3 separate regions of the Sus scrofa genome follow, and all the other regions are linked to region 1. A link is a contact called in public Hi-C data. All regions are on one chromosome and are shown on one strand. Each heading gives the region's core, a stretch centred on a gene start, on an enhancer-like site or on the middle of the called end of the contact. The rest is flanking DNA. Distances are from core to core; before and after follow the strand shown. Region 1 holds the start of TMEM186 (transmembrane protein 186). Region 2 holds the start of METTL22 (methyltransferase-like protein 22). Region 3 has its middle 40 kb from the start of USP7.

The links. Hi-C and Micro-C count contacts between places; a contact is called where the count stands out from the background.
Region 2: a contact with region 1 is called in a Hi-C map of liver, with 6 times the contacts expected there. The contact joins the promoter of METTL22 here to the promoter of TMEM186 in region 1. A contact is called at or near these places in 1 of 5 promoter capture datasets (liver), 3 of 47 Hi-C or Micro-C datasets (heart right ventricle and liver) and 1 of 2 datasets of contacts at active chromatin or transcription factors (alveolar macrophages).
Region 3: a contact with region 1 is called in a Hi-C map of liver, with 1.9 times the contacts expected there. The contact joins the enhancer-like site here to the promoter of TMEM186 in region 1. A contact is called at or near these places in 1 of 5 promoter capture datasets (fetal liver), 6 of 47 Hi-C or Micro-C datasets (alveolar macrophages, embryonic fibroblasts, heart right ventricle and 3 more) and 1 of 2 datasets of contacts at active chromatin or transcription factors (alveolar macrophages).

Annotation. Positions count from the first base shown.
Region 1 is chr3:33,890,607-33,894,208 of Sscrofa11.1, reverse strand. It overlaps TMEM186 (transmembrane protein 186), which reads right to left and starts at 1,694. Exons shown (of 2, transcript XM_003124605.4): 1 at 1,560-1,694; 2 at 1-540. The coding sequence starts at 1,562. PMM2 (phosphomannomutase 2) reads left to right here and starts at 1,737. Exons shown (of 8, transcript XM_021086654.1): 1 at 1,737-1,892. The coding sequence starts at 1,827.
Region 2 is chr3:34,054,212-34,057,717 of Sscrofa11.1, reverse strand. It overlaps METTL22 (methyltransferase-like protein 22), which reads left to right and starts at 2,244. Exons shown (of 11, transcript XM_003124617.6): 1 at 2,244-2,345.
Region 3 is chr3:33,712,492-33,715,748 of Sscrofa11.1, reverse strand. No RefSeq gene overlaps it. Among named protein-coding and RNA genes, the nearest start is that of USP7, 40 kb to the left of the region's middle. Within about 2 kb of position 1,343, at least 30 of the 83 cell types and tissues checked have an H3K27ac peak or open chromatin away from gene starts, as enhancers often do. A contact at or near this core is called in alveolar macrophages, fetal liver and liver, where this site is marked.

The DNA of each region.
Region 1 (3,602 bases), core at 445-2,944:
ACTGTACTGCCGGATCCGCACAAACAGCTCCTGAGGCCGATCGTGGCTTTCTGTCATGGGGACCACGTCGGCCACGGGGCAGTACGTGTCCTGTCGCCGGCCCCAGAAGGTCAGGTGGGCCACCCGCAGCACCGTGCCTGATTCATTCACATAGAGGATGCCCACCAGCCTCCGGAAGAAATGGCTCATCCAGCACAACATGGCCAGCGCGAAGCTGGCAACTGCGCCTGCCAGGCACAGGGAGTTGAAGGTCATGAGGCCCTGGGAGTACCAGTAGATGCCAGGCGGCAGGGCCACCACTGTCAACGCTGTCTGTGCCACCTTCAGCTGAGAGAGGTACCCGAAGACCCTGATGGCATCAAACCGGTACACCATCTGAAATTTCTCAGTCTCTGTGCCCAGCGGGTTCTTCTTGGATGGCAGAGGCCTGCTCCCCGCCCACCTCCTAGGATCCTGCCCACTGCAGCGCCACAGCCTGTGGAAAGGCCTTCCCCATGCAGCCTGCCTTGGTGACCACAGCACAGCTCGGAGCAGGGCAGCCTGGAAAGGAGACAGGGAGACCATTTCTCTCTGGAACTCAGCCAAGCTAATCACACAAGGACCACATGCAAAACATCTGCTACAGAGGATCCTGCCAGCCTGGTGAGGTCAGCATGATTGCCAGAGATGGAAAGAAAGCTGAAATCAGAGGCTTTACCTCTACCTCACGTGATAGTCAGGGAAGCTGTGTGCTAAAGGAACCACTGCTTCTACTTTACCACTGAGGAAACTAAGCCCAGAGAAGGTGAGAAATTTACCCAAAGACACACAGTCAGGGAGTAGGGCAGTCTAACTTTCAAACCCAACCTCTTTCCTCCAGGCAGCTCAAGTAGGCGCAGGCTTCATTCATTCAGCACATACCCAAGGAGGGCCGGTTCTGGCTGGATACCGGATCCACGGCCTGTGTGAACACTTCCTCAAGCAGGAAACTAAATCAGTGTCCCAGTGGGGAACAAATCCGCTAGCTAATCATCATAATAACTGTAGAATTCTCGGTTAGGTTAAAAGCGTCATCTTGGGGGCAGAACGTAAACGCTGTTTTCTTGGCCTGGATTGAGGGAAGGGATAGAATGGAGGAGGAAGGGATGGAGGCGTCAACTCATAGCACAAGGGTTTTATTAGATGCACAGTTCTACACCTTGAATATTGCACCGAAAGGTGCTTTGAGCTTTGAAGCCAGTTTTGGGTTCCAACCCTGGCTCCTACAGTCACCGGCTGTGGATCGTTGGGCAAATTACTCCACCTCTCTGGGCCCTGGTTTCTCTATCAAAGTGGGTATCCGTAACATACTGAAGAAGGTAACAGTTTTAAAGCCTTTAAATGCAGTAATGCACGGTGAATGCTAAATTTTAGTTGGCCCACGTGACCTAGGGGGCATAGGACGGCGGGGAACCCACGTCGGAGGTCCCTCCTCCGGATTCTCCGAATCAGAACCTAAGGCGTCCGCAGGCCTGCCCGGGGCCTGACTCCGACCCCCAAAGCACGACCCCTCCCTTTCTTGCCACCAATTGCCTTCTTACCATGGCCCCGCAGCCTGCAGCTGGAAGCGAGTCCCTCGCGTTCCGGGAATCTCCGAGAACGTGTCCTCCGCCCTAATGGGACAGCGTGGGGGCGCGCTGCATTCTGGGATCTGTAGTCCAGCCAGCAAAGCCGACGCTAGTCTCGGGCACTGCGGGAGGGGAATTCTCTTCCCGGCGTGCCCTGCGGCACGGGGGCCGGACCCGGAAGTTCCGGGCCGGGTGCCAGGTGCCAGTAAGTCGTGTAAGGTTTACGTGGAAACTGGGGTCATGGCTGCTCCCGGCCCAGCGCTCTGCCTCTTCGACGTGGACGGGACTCTGACCGCTCCCAGGCAGGTAAGCGGTGCAAAACTCCCTACGGCTCCCCGGTGGGTGTAATGACCGTCCAGGTAGGCGACCTGGGGCGGCTAAGGACCGCCTACCTCCCACGGAGGGGCTGAACTTTACTCTGGGTTCCTTGGAGTCATGAGACGAAAGCTCTCACCAGCTTTTCGAGACTTCAGGGTCCTCGGAGAGAAGGGACAGGCTAGGAACTCTTGAGAGCAAGGAACTTTGATTGGAAAACGCAGTTCTGGACTCTCATCAGCACCCCTGGGTTTGAATCCCGGATCAGCCGGGTTTACCAGCTTGTGTGCCCTCTTCAGACCTATCACCTGTGGTCTGCGCCTGTAGCCTGACATGAAAGACATAGGTTTCCAGGCCAAACAGACCTAGCAGAGTCTCTGCTTGACAGCTGTGTGACTTGAGCAAGTTAGTTAACCTCAGAGCCTCAGCATCTGTGGCTTTAAATGGGGCGTCTACCTGTTCCATGTGATGTTTGAATGAATGGATGAAATCATTTAAGTTCTTGAAAGTTATCTTACATACGGTAGACTGTGCTCAATAATACTCAGTAAGTATTCGCTGCCACCGCCACTCCCTGCTCTAGCCTTGCAGTGGAAGGGGGTGATAGAGGAAACCTAGATTGCCACAGGCTGCCTGCCGAGAACCTTCTTGGACTCCTGGAAACTTGCTTTCCATTTCCAGATTTTGCTGCCACGAGCACGGATAGGTCTCAAGATGAACCGTTGTGATGAAGCTTACCCTGACCTACCCTTTGCACACATTAGAAGAGCAGCCATTTGAACTTGAGACTGGCGCTAAATGGCCTCAGTCTCTCTCTACCCTGCTGCGTTTGGGTCGGGTGGTAGCACTGGTGTGCTCCAGAATTCCTCACTGAATGCGTGTGGCCTTAGATGTATCATTTTACTTTTCTGAGCCACAGGTGCTCTGTATGTACTGATGATGCACAGTTGTAAGTTCTCCACAGGCCCTTTTTGACTCCGTAATCAGTGCACACTTGCAAGTTGTTAAACACTCAGAGTGGCCTGGAGCCGAAGTCAGCAGTTCATTGTTTGCAAAGGGCCAGATAGCAAATACTTCCGTGTTTGCTGACCATATGGTCTGTAGTAACTATTCAACCTAAATCCAAAAGCAGCCATAGACCAGATGTGGACCTAGCACAGCTGTGTTCCAGTAAAACTTTATTACGGACACAAACTGCTGCTCTAATTGGCCCATTGGCCGGAGTGCTCTCTTAGGTTTACTTCCAAGCCTTTTGACATATCATTGGACCCTGTCGACCTTTCTCCCTCTTTGATCCCAGGTAGGATAGTTGTTATTTCATTTTAAATAAAGAAACTGAGACTCTGTGAAACGTGATCTGGATTTCCCACAGCAGATCTGGTGCAAGTCTCTGGGCCTCAGGGCGTTGTTGTTTGCTAAGATGGCCATTTTCTTCCACCGCCCAAAAGGTTGGAGGCTGTTCTGGTTATTACGCATGTGGTTCAGGACAGTAAAGAAGCATAAGGCATGGAATAACAACACCAAGCAACCTGCAATGTAGTCCCTTAAAGCATTTGAAACATGACATTCTTTGACATTCTTCTGTGAACATAAGTAATTTTTACGCTCAAAAAAAAGGTCTAATTTAGGAGTTTCCATTGTGGCTCAGTGGGTTAAGAACCTAGCTAGTATCCATGAGGTTGTGGGTGCGATCCCTGGCCT
Region 2 (3,506 bases), core at 995-3,494, 160 kb before region 1:
CATGGATTGTGTAGTACTGTAGTGCCTACGTAGTGGGGGAAAAAAAAGAAAAAAAGACCTATGAATTGACTCATGATGCACAGTTCAAACTCATGTTCAAGGGTCACCTGTATTGGTTTATAAGTCCTGTTGCCATTTCTTGAGTGCTCACAGCATGCCAAGGAGGATGCTAACTGCTTTGCGAGTTTTATTCTCTTTTCCCTTGCAGATACGGAGAAATCCAGCATGGTTTGCCAATGGGAACCAGTAGCTGCTTCTGCCCTTGGGGTGCTCACAACCTGGTGGGGGAGACAGGTAAACAGGTCACAACAAGCAGAGTCACAGGTGCTCTGATAGGGAGGGTAGAGAGTACCGAGAGGATCCAGAGTCTCAGCATGTAAGCTGAAGGAGGGGAAAATCGGGGAAGGCTTCCTGGAGGAGGTGACCCCCCAAGCAGGGTTCCCACTCTGCCATAACTTAGTGTAGGGCTCTCACGGCAAATCTCCTTTGGACCTCATGAATGATGTAAGGACAAAGTATTAGGGACCAAGGACTCCTCGGCTTCCCACTTGAGGAAGGGTTCTAGGTCCTAGAAACTGCTCCATGATACTTCCCCTTACATCCTATTGGCTTTATCCCATTAGTTTAACCTCATGATCTCATTATTGCAAGGGAGGCTGGGAAATAGTTTTTCATGTGAGGGAGGCCTGGGCCCAGCAAATATATTATACAACTAAGAAAGGAAAGGAGAACAGATAGGGGCTTCACTTCAGGGAGGAAAGGTTGACAGGATCCAGAGGGAGAGTTTGAACTTGACCCTGATGATGATAGGAAGCCTGTGATGACGTGAATTACCTCAACATCACAGGGAGGAGCTGCCCAGACCCCCAGCAGCTATCTGTCCGACTCCCTAATGAATTAGAGCAGCCGAGAGACGGCCGGTGACATTGAGTCTGTATTTGCCCACCCTCTCTGAACACCCTGTGCAGTTCATTGGACAAATCGAACTTTTTGAGCAGCTCCTGTGTGCCAGGTAGTGCCTGGGTGGGGAGAGGTGGTTATTTTAAATAGGATGTTCGTGGAAGAGCTCACTGAGAAAAGGAGGCTTGGGCACAGGCCCAAAGCAGGTGGGTGTCCTGGGGAGATGCTTCCCTGGTGAATAGGCTAGTCAGTACAAAGCACTTGAAAGGACCATGATTGATTGGGGTGGTTGGAGATGGGGAGGGGGGAGCGACTGTAAGAATCCTGGCTTCTCTTTCTGTCCAAGGTGGGGTGCCTCCAAGGGTTTGAACAGAGGAGGGATGTGATCTAACTTTTGTTTTTATTTTTATTTTTTTATTTTTTTATCTTTTAGGGCCACACTGGCAGCATATGGAGGTTCCCAGGCTAGGGGCTGAATCCAAGCTGTAGTTGCCAGCCTATGCCACAGCCACAGCAACGCAGGATCCAAGCCGAATCTGTGACCTACACCACAGCTCACAGCAATGCCAGATCCTTAACCCACTGAGCAAGGCCAAGGATCGAACCTGCGTCCTCATGGATGCTAGTCAGATTCGTTTCCGCTGAGCCACGACGGGTACTCCCTGACTTTTGTTTTTAAAAGATAGCTCTGCCTGCTTTATTCTCACAAGTTTTTAGACAAAAAAACAAAAACAAAAACAAAAACCCAGAGGTGTCTACACTACCTTCTTCAGCGCCCCCCTAGCACACCAACGTCCCCTGGGAACAACCCAACCAAGACTTCACGGGATCCTAAGATACCTAGCTAGCTCTCCATATACTGTCCTGGGGAGTTTAGGAAATAACCCATTTCCTTTAAAAACACTTACTTCTGTTGCTTGGTCACTCTAATAACGCCCCATGAATCTGATGTGGACCCTCAGATGCGCATGTAAGTGCGTGCACATTTTACATCTGTGGTCCTCTGTGCTTAGAAGTTTACCCAAAGTGCAACAATTGCATGAGATTTCATTTCCCGTTAGACGCCAATTAACACTGAGATTTTTGATTCGCCTGGTTTTGGCGACTTGCTGAGTGCGGGAGTGAATGAAATGAGTACCAGCTATTTTTAATGAGTACTAAAAGCAAGGATAACAATTAATATATAGCTAGCACGCTGGTTAACCGCGCAGGCAAAGCCGGACAAGTGAGAGCAAACCTAGGCAGGCGCCTCCACAGGGCTGCGCCTGTCTGCCGGCGACGCTAGCACGCATGTGCGGCCTGGCAGGTAGGCGTGGCCACAGGGTGATTCGAGAGACGCACGCTTAGGGGGTGGGGCCGCGCCTGCGCAGGCCGCCCCTCATGGCGGCTGCCTGGGCACAGTGGTGAGTGGATCGGGTGGAACTTCAGGCTGCGGCCAGCCGCAGGTAAGCCCCGGGGAGAGGCGGCGGCACGGAGTGGGGTCCGAGGGGCCTCCTGGCTCTGAGCCTGGCTCTCAGGTGCAAGCTCCCATCGACCTGAATCCTAAGTTCCCACTTAGCCTCAGTTTCCCCTTTTCGGCAAGGGTGTTGGAAGAAGTCCCTGCTGTCACCTGGGTTTCAGTCCCCAGTCCAAACAGCCCCTCTGGGTTTCGGATTAGGGAGGGAGGGTGGTGCCCGGGCCGCGACTGCAGTTTGAGAGACCCATGCTTAACCCGCTAGAGTGGAGTTCAGGGAGGTTGCAAGACAGAAGGAAGAGCCCCAGGGGAGGAGGGCCCTGGAGCCCGTCTCCAGCTCTCCACGCCGTGGCCAGTGCTGTGTCTTTGTCCACATACCCGGGCCTGAATTCCAGACTCCGCACCCAGTCCTGGTTGTGGATGAGCTTGTGACACCCCCAAAGAGAAAGTCTAGGAAGACAGAGAAGTATTTCAATCCCTAGATCCCAGCAAAACCGCTTTGAGGGGACAGCCCTAACTGGAGATCTCTTAAGGAGGATGACCGATGGCAGTATCCGCATCTGGCTCCTTAGAAGAGCTAAGGGCATTTAACTGCCGTGGGGTGAACCTGCAGCTCAGAGGAGGGGGCGGGGATCCCGTCTGCAGTCGGGATGTCCTTTCCTTCCTCTCCAGTGAGGCGAGGGGACTGAAGCCCGTGCAGGCCCAGCATTCCCCGACAGAGACTGAGTTAGCTATTCCTAAATAGAGAAACTATTAACCTTTTTTCCATCTTCAGCACACCCTTTAATAGTTATTCTTATCAGTGCTATGATTTGCTGTTGTTATTTGCTGAGCATTTACTGCGTCCTGATCCCTGAAAGTCATCACTCGTTTAATTCTCACACAGACCTGGAAACCAGTACAAGGTGCCTCTCTATTCCCGGAGATCTGGTTCTAGGAAAAGCCCCCTTAAAACGACTCCATTAAACCAAGTACTCAATGGTAGAGTGTGTATCCTTGGAAGCTTGGGCAAGTTAAATTTTAAAATAGAAATTTCAGCTAGAAAATAATATGAGTTTATTTTATTTGTCTATGTGAGCTGAAGTTTGGCACTTGCCATCAGCCTCTGCTTGGAGTAAAACATAAGCCACTGCAGCTGTCAATCCGCAGCAGC
Region 3 (3,257 bases), core at 94-2,593, 180 kb after region 1:
CAAACAAAACAAAACAAAACAAAAACTACGTCCCAGTGCTCCAGAGATGCTGCTGATCCGTTACTGCCACAGTGGGAAACTCTGAGCCAAGAGACTCTTGAAATGCCAATCCAGTCTGTGTTGCTGATGGCTTTCCATTTCTGGACCCTCCTGAGGCCTTCAGACTCTATGAGTCGCTCCCTTCCCTTGTTGCAAACCGTCCTTTCTGCTGAAGCTGGCTGCATCCCTGCCCCAGCTGAATCCTGACAATGGAGAAAGCATTTGGTTACAGCTGTCATTCTCCCAGTTGACAGGGAGACATTTTTGCCAAACACCATTGGGAGGTGAGATTCCGATTATATACAGCTTACAAAGGGGAGTGGTGTGGTGGTGCTGGAATCCCTGGAGGTAACGATGAGAAATGACGTTGGATTCCCTTGCAGTTGCTGGATGAGAATATACCCACCTCCACCCCCCTGAACTGTCGCTATTCTAGGAAAGCAGCTCTGGTGGCACCAAAAGTAACTTCCACCAGGAGGAGCCTCTGTAGGTATTTTAAAAGAAATCCCTTTGATGAACCCTAAAAGAGTCCTGCTAGACAGTCTGACTGCACATCTTTCCCATTTTTTCTGGGTCACAAAGCCCAAGATGATGAGTCCATACGCAGCGTCACAATACATGTGGTACTTTCTCCTTACCCCGTAACACAGCCGGGCATGTGGGGTAGGATTATGTTATATCAGGTCCGTGATTTCTTTCCTTCTCTCTCTCTCTATCTTTCTTTTTTTTTTTTTTTTTTTTTTTTTGGCTTTTCCAGGGACGCACCAGAGACATATGGAGGTACCCAGGCTAGGGGCTGAATCGGAGCCGTAGCCACTGGCCTACCCCACAGCAATGTGAGATCCGAGCCCTGTCTGTGACCCACAGCTCATGGCAACGCTGGATCCTTAACCCACTGAGGGAGGCCAGGGGTCGAACCTACAACCTCATGGTTCCTACTCGGATTCGTTAACCACTGAGCCAGGACAGGAACTCCAGGTCCGTGATTTCCTAATACTGATTGATCTGCTGTACAAACAGGGTAACCTTGTGTAAACTGAAATAACCCCTCTCCGGGTCACAGTACCCTCAGTGATAACATGACAGGGATGGAGCGGATGGTTGCAGTTCCTCAGTGTAACACACTGTGCAGTTAACCATTATATGGTCCCACTTCTCTTTCTCCAAGTTCCTCTGGGAGAAGTTCCTCTGGTCCTGGGTTGCCCTCCCCTTCTTCTCTCCCTGTGGCTCAGGCAGGTCAGAGTAGACCATTCTCCTGGCCACTGGATTGGCTCATGACAGAGGCATGTGACCTACGTTGGGCCAATCAGAACCTCCTCTAAAATGGATTGACAGACGTTGGGAGGCAAAAATTCTCCTTCTAATGGAAGGGCTGAACTGGAGGTCTGAAGCCACCCGAGGTCATTGTTTCTGCCACCCGGCAAGAATATCTATGCAAAATAAGGCCAAGCAGCAACTGACAGCACAGAGAGAGAAAAGGAAAGAGAAAGTGAAAGCTCTTGCCCACCCCTGAAATTCCCAGCGATTTTCACTCATCAGTTACCTTCTAGCTACGTTTGGGTTTGCACTCAAAGGAAAAAGTCACATATGTGGGGCCTCCACTTTATTCTGGAGAGCCCCCCACTTAAGGGAAAAAAGTTTAATTACAGTTATAATATTGTTAGGAAACAAACAGCAGGCCAGATTTGCTTCAAATGCTGCAGTTTGCTAATCTCTGATGTAATGCATCGAAGGGGGACATATGACTTGTAACAACAATGCCTTAAACACTCACTTTACACTTAGGAAGGGCTGAAAAACCGAGGCTTCAGGACCCTCACATCCACTTAGGATCAGTCATTTCATTTGTTTGCGTCTCTTATTTTTTTCCAGGATGATATACCAGATTAAACTCAAGCACTGCCTCAAGACTGCATTAGAGTCTTTTTGTCTACAAGGCACCTGACAGCTGGCAAACGGTTAAGAATATTTATACTGTCTCCTTTAACCGTACCAAAAAAAAAAAAAAAATCCTGCCAGGACTCTCTGTTCTCTCCTTCAGAGCAGTTCTAAGCTCTGAATTCTTCTCCCACTAACAACACAGATAAGCTTAATAATAGGTGTGAGGCACTGTGTTAAGTGCTTTAAAGACAGTTTCTTATTTAATCTTCTCCATAACCCTGGGAGGCAGTGTGGGGGGTCACTGCTGATTGCCTACTCGGCATCCAGTCTGCCTTTTCTTGAAATCCGGAAAGGCATGTAGCACAAGTGACTGAAGGCCAGCCAATCCCATCCCCAGCCCCAGGACTGGGCTCTGATTGGTCTAAACTTGATAATCCCATTTCATTGCCTGTGATTGGCTCAGGTTTCCAGGCCCAAGCCAATCAGCTTTAGGCATTCCCCAGTGAATGGGTTCTCAGTCCAAGGGTGGGTATGACACCTAAATTTGACTGACTAGGCTGAAAGAAAGAAGTTATCCCATGATCAAGAGGTGCCTCTCTAGTGCTCATTGGATGTGACCAAAAAGGCAAACGACTTCAATTACCATGAGAAGCCAGAGACATCAAATAACCACAAAAGAAACTCAACCACAGCCTGAAGCTGAATCCCAGATAGAAAGATGGAGAGTTTCTAGGTCCTTGATACCAGATTCAGCTTTTGGATTAACCATTCCTGAAGGCCACACTGGGCTTCTGGCTTTTTTTTCCTTTTTTTTCCTTTTTTTTTTTTTTTTGCTTTTTTAGGGCCCCACCCAAGGCATATGGAGGTTCCCAGGCTAGGGGTCTAATCAGAGCTACAACAGCTAGCCTATGCCACAGCCACAGCCAGATCTGAGCCTCGTCTGAGACCTACACCACAGCTCACGGCAACGCCAGATCCTTAACCCACTGAGCGAGGCCAGGGATCGAACCAGAAACCTCATGGTTCCTAGTGGGATCTATTTCTGCTGCGCCACGATGAGAACTCTATCTCTGGCATTTTTGCTATTCAAGATGATATATTTCCTTATGGTTGACATAAATTTCCATTCCTTACAGCTCAAAGATCTCTGTGATGCATGTAGATGTTTACCTTCATTTTACATTTGAGAGGACTGAATTCAGAGATGTTATGTAATGCAAATGAGTCGCTCAGCTAGTAAGTGGCAGGTGTGGGTCTGTCTCACTTCCCATGCCTTTAATCACACCGGTGTGAGGATTAGCTGGTGCCCCCATGCCCAGTTGGCCCCTTTTCTGTAA